2 separate regions of the Gossypium arboreum genome follow, and region 1 is linked to region 2. A link is a contact called in public Hi-C data. All regions are on one chromosome and are shown on one strand. The core of a region is the stretch at or near the end of the contact, and the rest is flanking DNA. Distances in the headings are between cores, read along the strand shown.

The links. A called contact is a pair of places that touch in the nucleus more often than the background predicts.
Region 1: a Hi-C map of leaf shows a contact between it and region 2, with 8 times the contacts expected there. The contact joins the promoter of LOC108459346 here to the promoter of LOC108466591 in region 2. A contact is called at or near these places in 3 of 5 Hi-C or Micro-C datasets (all in leaf).

What each region holds. Positions count from the first base shown.
Region 1 is chr2:66,544,598-66,547,906 of ASM2569848v2, forward strand. LOC108459346 (non-specific lipid transfer protein GPI-anchored 1) reads left to right here and starts at 1,359. Exons shown (of 2, transcript XM_017758705.2): 1 at 1,359-2,013; 2 at 2,097-2,537. The coding sequence starts at 1,674. The coding sequence ends at 2,323. It overlaps LOC108458181 (YTH domain-containing protein ECT2-like), which reads right to left. Exons shown (of 8, transcript XM_053024888.1): 8 at 2,868-3,309.
Region 2 is chr2:66,310,332-66,313,616 of ASM2569848v2, forward strand. LOC108466591 reads right to left here and starts at 1,585. Exons shown (of 3, transcript XM_017766974.2): 1 at 1,103-1,585; 2 at 215-292; 3 at 1-9. The coding sequence starts at 1,277.

The sequences.
Region 1 (3,309 bases), core at 109-2,608, 230 kb after region 2:
TGTTAAGATAAGATTTATCTCTTTCGTTAAGGCCATTGAACTTATAAAACAGAAAGGACACTCACCTCATCCATTTTCAATAATGGGAGCTTATAAATGAGACTGACCTACATTTTGATCCTAGGGTAATTACCCTTTACTTTCCACCCTATACATAAATGTGTCATTTTTGTTTTATCCCCGTAGACATCAGAATCAGTGTGTTTTAATATTATCATTTTGAATTTATTTGTATTTTAAAAAATTCTTTTATATATAAATATAGCTCAATTGCATATATATACATATATATACAATTATTTGTATAAAAATATTAATTATGTTTAATAATTAATTAAGTGATTATATTTTAATTTTAATGTTATATAAAAAGTAAAATAATTAAGATACAAAATTAAATTTTAATTTAAAATATTAAAATTTTATACTAACATATATGAATCAGTATAACCATTACAAATAAAAATTTACACAGATAAAAAACCAAACATAATTGTTTCCATTTATTATTGGAACAGGATGTTTGATTATATCTATCATATTTAAAATATTATATATCTATAAAAATCTTATTATATTATTATATAATTTTATTATATTTATATTTGTACATATTAATTCAGATTATTTTTACCTAGTTCGATCCTTCAACAATAAATACACATGAATTAACGGTTGATATCAAGATTTTAACAATATTATCAAAGATTTGGCAAGATTCGAAAAATCAATTAATTAAATCAAAAAATTATGAAATTTAATCATTTAAATCAAAAAATTACAATTTTAATCATTGAAATGAAGTGTACTTACCATTTTTGGCAAAAATATCAAATGTTATTAACGACAATTCTGAATACCAATAGAAATTAAAGGACTGGGGAACAATTCAATAATGAAAGAAAAAGAATCAACAGTCCAAAGATTGAAAATATGGTGCAAGAATGAAAGAAAAAAAAAAGAATTTGAAAAATGGGCAAAGTGAAAACCAAAATAGGAGAAAGAATTGATTACATATCTAGGGTTAGTAAACCATAGGTGCGACACAAGTAGTTTACTCAAAATTGCCGAAAATAAAAAAAAAAAAAAAAATTGAAAAGATAGGCACTTAAATTTGGGTCTAGAAAAGTATTCTAGCACTTTAACCATAAAACCTATAATTCATTTCTTGTTTAATCTTAATTCTTAATCTTATTTATATATTTTAAGGTGGCAATAAATATTTGACTCAATTTAAATTAAGTATCCAGCTCCCAATTTTAAGCACACTAACCTATATAATTAATGAAGTTCCAATTTCCAAACCGCAAACGTTTAAAACTTTCCTATGTTAAAATAAAATTTCTAATTAATTTACCAACCAATTGTCACCACGGTTGGCTGCCCAGCGCAACCTCATTTAAACTCCTCTTTGTAAAACCAACAACTTGTCACTCCCTACCTTACTCTGCTTGCCGCCCAACTAATGAGAGGGGGCCTCCATTTATATCTTAACATCACCACAGCTGATTCCACATCAGGTGTGACATATCAACGCTCCACAAACAATCCTCTCTTTCCATTCAAATGCACATCATTAATACTAAACCCTAAAATTTCAGTCTTCCATAAATATACGCATTCATAGGTAGTTCCAAGATATTTTTGTGTGAAGAAGACTCTGAACTCAAACAATGGGAAAGGGTTGGGCAGTGAAGGTGATGATGATGAGTTTGGTGGTGGTGGTTGGTGCGGGTGATGAGAGTGGGTTAGCCAAAGAGTGCAGCAAAGATTTACAGAGCGTGATGACTTGTTTGAGCTTTGCGCAAGGGAAGATGGAGAAACCTTCAAAGGAGTGTTGCAGTTCGGTTTCGAGTATAAAAGAAGAAGAACCAAAGTGTTTGTGTTATATTCTTCAGCAGACCCAGGCATCCGGGGCTCAGAATCTTAAGAGCTTAGGCGTTCAGCAAGATAAGCTTCTTCAACTTCCTTCTGCTTGCCAGTTGAAGAACGCTAGCGTCACTGACTGCCCAAGTAAGTAGTAACCTCTCTTTTCTCTCCTTTTGCTTTGATATGTAATAAAATTAGTGCATGTTGTGTTTGGAATGAATGAATAGAGCTTCTTGGATTAGCACCAAACTCACCAGACGCGGCTATATTTACAAATTCTTCCTCAACACCGACGACGCCATCCACCGGGACACCGTCAAGTGCTTCAGAGAATGCTGATAATAACTCCGGTGGAACAAAGTTAGAAACTGCTCACTTGGTTGGTTTCACGTTACTGGTTGCATCGGCATCATTTTTGTATGCACTCCCACCGGGATTGGCTTCCCTGTTTTAGGCGGTGTGCATGCATGGGATGGGAGTGAACTAAAAATGCTTGAAATTCCTTTTGTTTTCGTGTTTTGTTTCAGCTGCACCTGCAACATGATTTTACCATTCTTGTACTTACTTTCTTAACTTCAATCATCATATTTAGGGGAGATGTTAACTCTAGGTACTTGTTTCATGATTTTTTTTTTTTAATAATAATTCGACTTGGGTGATTGTTTGAATATTCTGATACTTAGTATATTAGTACATATTCTGCGATTTACGGTGGTTAATTATTTTCGGATTAATATGTTCTAAATCTCTATTTTTTATATTTAGATTGAATGAATGTATAAACATATGTCATCCGTGATTGAGAAAGAAAAGAAAATGGATATCAACTATAGTATTTTGTTGGATTTTACTATGATTTTTCTAAATTAAAATGGTTTTAGTTCAATTTATTAATTTATAATAAATTCATAATTTTTAGATAAGTTATACCTAATCACTCAATTATCATAAATTTTCATTTTAATAAAAAAATTACCCACTATGGGTATATTAGCCGATTGAATTCCAACGTGGTTGGCCAGATCATATTTTTTATTTTCTATTTTGGATTTGTATAATATACATCTCTTTTTCTTTTTTCTTTTTGCTAATTTTAGTCACTAACATTTTACTATAAATCACTCTAAACCCTAGTCGCCGTTAGATCTACCGCCACCGTCGGAGTGTCAATCGGAGATCGCCGATCTATAGACTTCTGTCCCTATGGTTTAGATTTCCTTGAAAGATGCCCGAATCCTTCGAAAACCCAAGAAATGTTCGAAGCCAAAAATGCAAGTCGGCCGCTGGCAGCTGTCTGGTTGGCTTGGTTCCGAAGTGTGTTGCTCCTTTTGGTTGGAGCTACTCTTTCACTGTTCAGATCGTCAAACCACCTCCTAGATCTTGCTATTCGAACTTAAGATGCTTCATTTGTTTTTGCTTGTTTATTTCGTTTCTGACCTT
Region 2 (3,285 bases), core at 335-2,834:
AGGCGGAATCTGTATGAAAACAAGCATTACTCCAACTCAAAACCACTTACAAAAACCCTGCCGCCACTATGTTACTCGGACTGTGAGAGTCCAATGTGAGTGTCTGACACGAGCGTGTGTAGTTTTTTCATATATTTTGAGGATCATACTTCATATCCATATGCAATGTTTGATTCAACTATAGAGGGGAAACATAGTTAGGGGAGACTCTCACCACCATTGGCACTGAAGAAATCTTCAAAGTCAGATTCTAACGAAGGTTGTGAATCAAAAAAGCTCTCCTCTGTGTTACCTGGAGAGAAATTATAGGCACACTTAATTACACATGCTAAACATGACCCAATTTTACATAATGCATTTATGGAGCAAAATATCCACACCATCTTGAATCCTGCAAAGAAATTGCCATTGCATGCATGATTAATCATGCAGCACTGAATTAGGTTTTTGATTAATCATGCCATTACACTTTGCTTCATACATCAGCATATCTTGTAAAATGAGTAAACCTCAAATAGTTCATTATTCTAGGAACATGTGCCTGCAGGAGAATATTTGATATTCCAGTGATAACGTATACAATAAGAAAAAAAAGGGCCATTTGACTGAAAGATCACAGAACATACTATAGTTGCTGACAAAATTAGAGATGATTTACATAAGATAATCTTGTTTGAGTATTTACTTAAGAGCAAAGGGACAAGTAGGTGAGGACTTGGGATTCTCAACTTCATATCACTCCTCTATTTCTTGGTTAGCTGTTAGGACAGTAACTTTCAACTCTGAAAAAAGACACAAAAATAGGAAGATGCCATGAATAAACACTGTTTCCCTTGTTTGTAATGAGAAAAAACACCAAAATATCTAATTTGGCTAATGTGAGTGGTCCAAAGCCAAAGGGTTCTGAGCGAAATAGTAAAGGACTGTCCCGATCAATCAAGCAGATTGCAGTCAGTCCAATGACCCAAGAACAAATAGAGTTTCCAACTTTTATTTTATATATATCTGACAAATGAGATCAAACAAATGCAGTAATTTAAAACCTGAAGTGAGGGTAACCCATGATGATAAAGGAATGAAGAAAGGCAAGTTAGAAACATACCCATCTCTTGTAAACTAGTTTCTTGTTCCATAGATGAAGGCTGAAGCCTGGAATCGTATCCAACAATTGAGGGCTCCCTTCTAACATTGTTCTCCTTAATGGGTGATTGAATTCGGGCACTAAGATCAATGTCTGCAGGATCTTTATTCTTGTAAACTGTAACACAATTCCCCATGTCTTTTTTTTTTCTCTTCCTCTACTCAATCATGAGACAAAAGAGAGCACTTTAACTAAGCTGTTTCCTTCGATGCAAGGAAACAAGGAAATGGGTTTTAATATTAAGCTTTAAGCTTGAATTCATTCACTCAACCAAATTGTAAGGGGGGACTTGGGAGTTGATTGGTCTTGAGAGCAAAGTAATGGCACTTGCAGGCATGGGTCCATATTCAATGACCCCTTTATTTACTACTTTGCATACTGTTTATCTTTGTTTGATTGGTATCTTCTCTTTCTTGCTATACTTCTGGAAAAGCATTAAAAGTCTGCTCGGCTCCATTATATTCCTCTTTTCCATTTATTAAAATTTTCCTTTTCCCCATTCAAAATTTTCTCACCGTTCTCTTATTATTATTATTATTATTATTATTATTTTATTTTAACTTTGTATTCAACATTCAGTATATATACTGTATGTCAAAATAGAAGCGTAGAACACAAAAGCTAAAAAATTCGACACTTGCTTGCTTCATTTAAGTTTTAAACTCCACACTCGAAAGTTTTAGTGTTTTGAATTATTTAACATTGTTCTTTTTCTCTATCAAAGAAAAAAAAAATTCAAACCTAGTAGACTGGTTACAATTAATAATACAAATTCTAATACTATACAAACTTAGTGGTTTGTGGCATTAACAAAAAGAAAAGAGAAGAGAAGAGAAAAGCAAAAGCAAGTGTTAGCGTAATTAACTATTTGTGAGCTGACCTAATATTGGGCTACAATGATGAAGGCTGAGGTCCACCAGAAATTAATTGTTTGCGACTTTAGTTATGATGAAGAATCCGATGGTTTTCTTGCATGTCTTGTCTCTTTCGGGCGGTTGCATTTGTCCGTGCAAACATTAAATCCTTTCGTTTGACAAAATTCTACTGAAATGAAACATGCAACAAACTGCCAAATTCACAGACTAAGTATCCTACATGATATTCTTCACCATATTTTGTTTTTTTTCATGAGTTCCATTGGATAAAGATGTACTTATGGAACAGTTGTATTCATCCCGTTTATATTTCAGTTTATAAAAGAAATAATGGTAAATGAATTTCGATGATACAATAAAATCTAATGATTGTTAATATTTTGTATTGATGAAAATAATTCATCGAACATTGAGTGGGGGAATAACAAAAGTATCAAGTTCTATAAGGAATTTTTGCAGTAATTCTTTACAGAATAAACTTTGAAAATTAAAAGATGGAAGGGAATAAAAACTTTTTGTTTATGAGTTTGTGTTGTGTCTTGATTAGGGGCAAATTCAGGGGGCTGGTAGGGGCCCCGATCCCCCCTAAAATAGAAAATTTTCTATTTAGGGCCTTTAAAATTTTTAAAATTTTAAATTAGTAAAGGTAAAATTACACTTTGCCCCCCTAAAAATGATAAAATTTTAATTTAATCATTTAAAAATTATAAAAATATAAATTATTCAAATGGTGAAATTGTATTTTTACTATCATAAAAATTACAATTTAATTTCGCCCCCTAAAAAAATTTTCTAGCTTCGCCCCTGTTCTTAATGTATCTTTGCATTTTTAGTATGTAATGTAAATCAAAATTCCTTTCATTTAGAAGTTGAAACAAAATAACCAATGAGTATGGAAGTCCCATCGATTGTTTCGATATATGTATTTCTTACGGGAAATGAATGAAGAGAGGCTTCTTGGGTTGTTTGATTGCCTCTTGAACAACTTCTCCCTAGATAGAGAACTTGTTTTATGGCAAAGAGGTAACAATGAATGTGGACTACAACAAGTACATCTTCATAGAGTTGAAGTTTGAGAGGACAATTGATTTTCCTATTGAGTGGACACGCCATTCTACTAGGAAATGCTATTACCACCCGCATTTACAAGATGTCCTTGGGGGTTCATGCGAGCATAAAATGATAAACTGGAAGGGGATATTGGTGATCCCTCTTGAGATCACTTTCAAAAGTGTCTTCAAGATGGTTTTCAAAACAATAGGAATATGC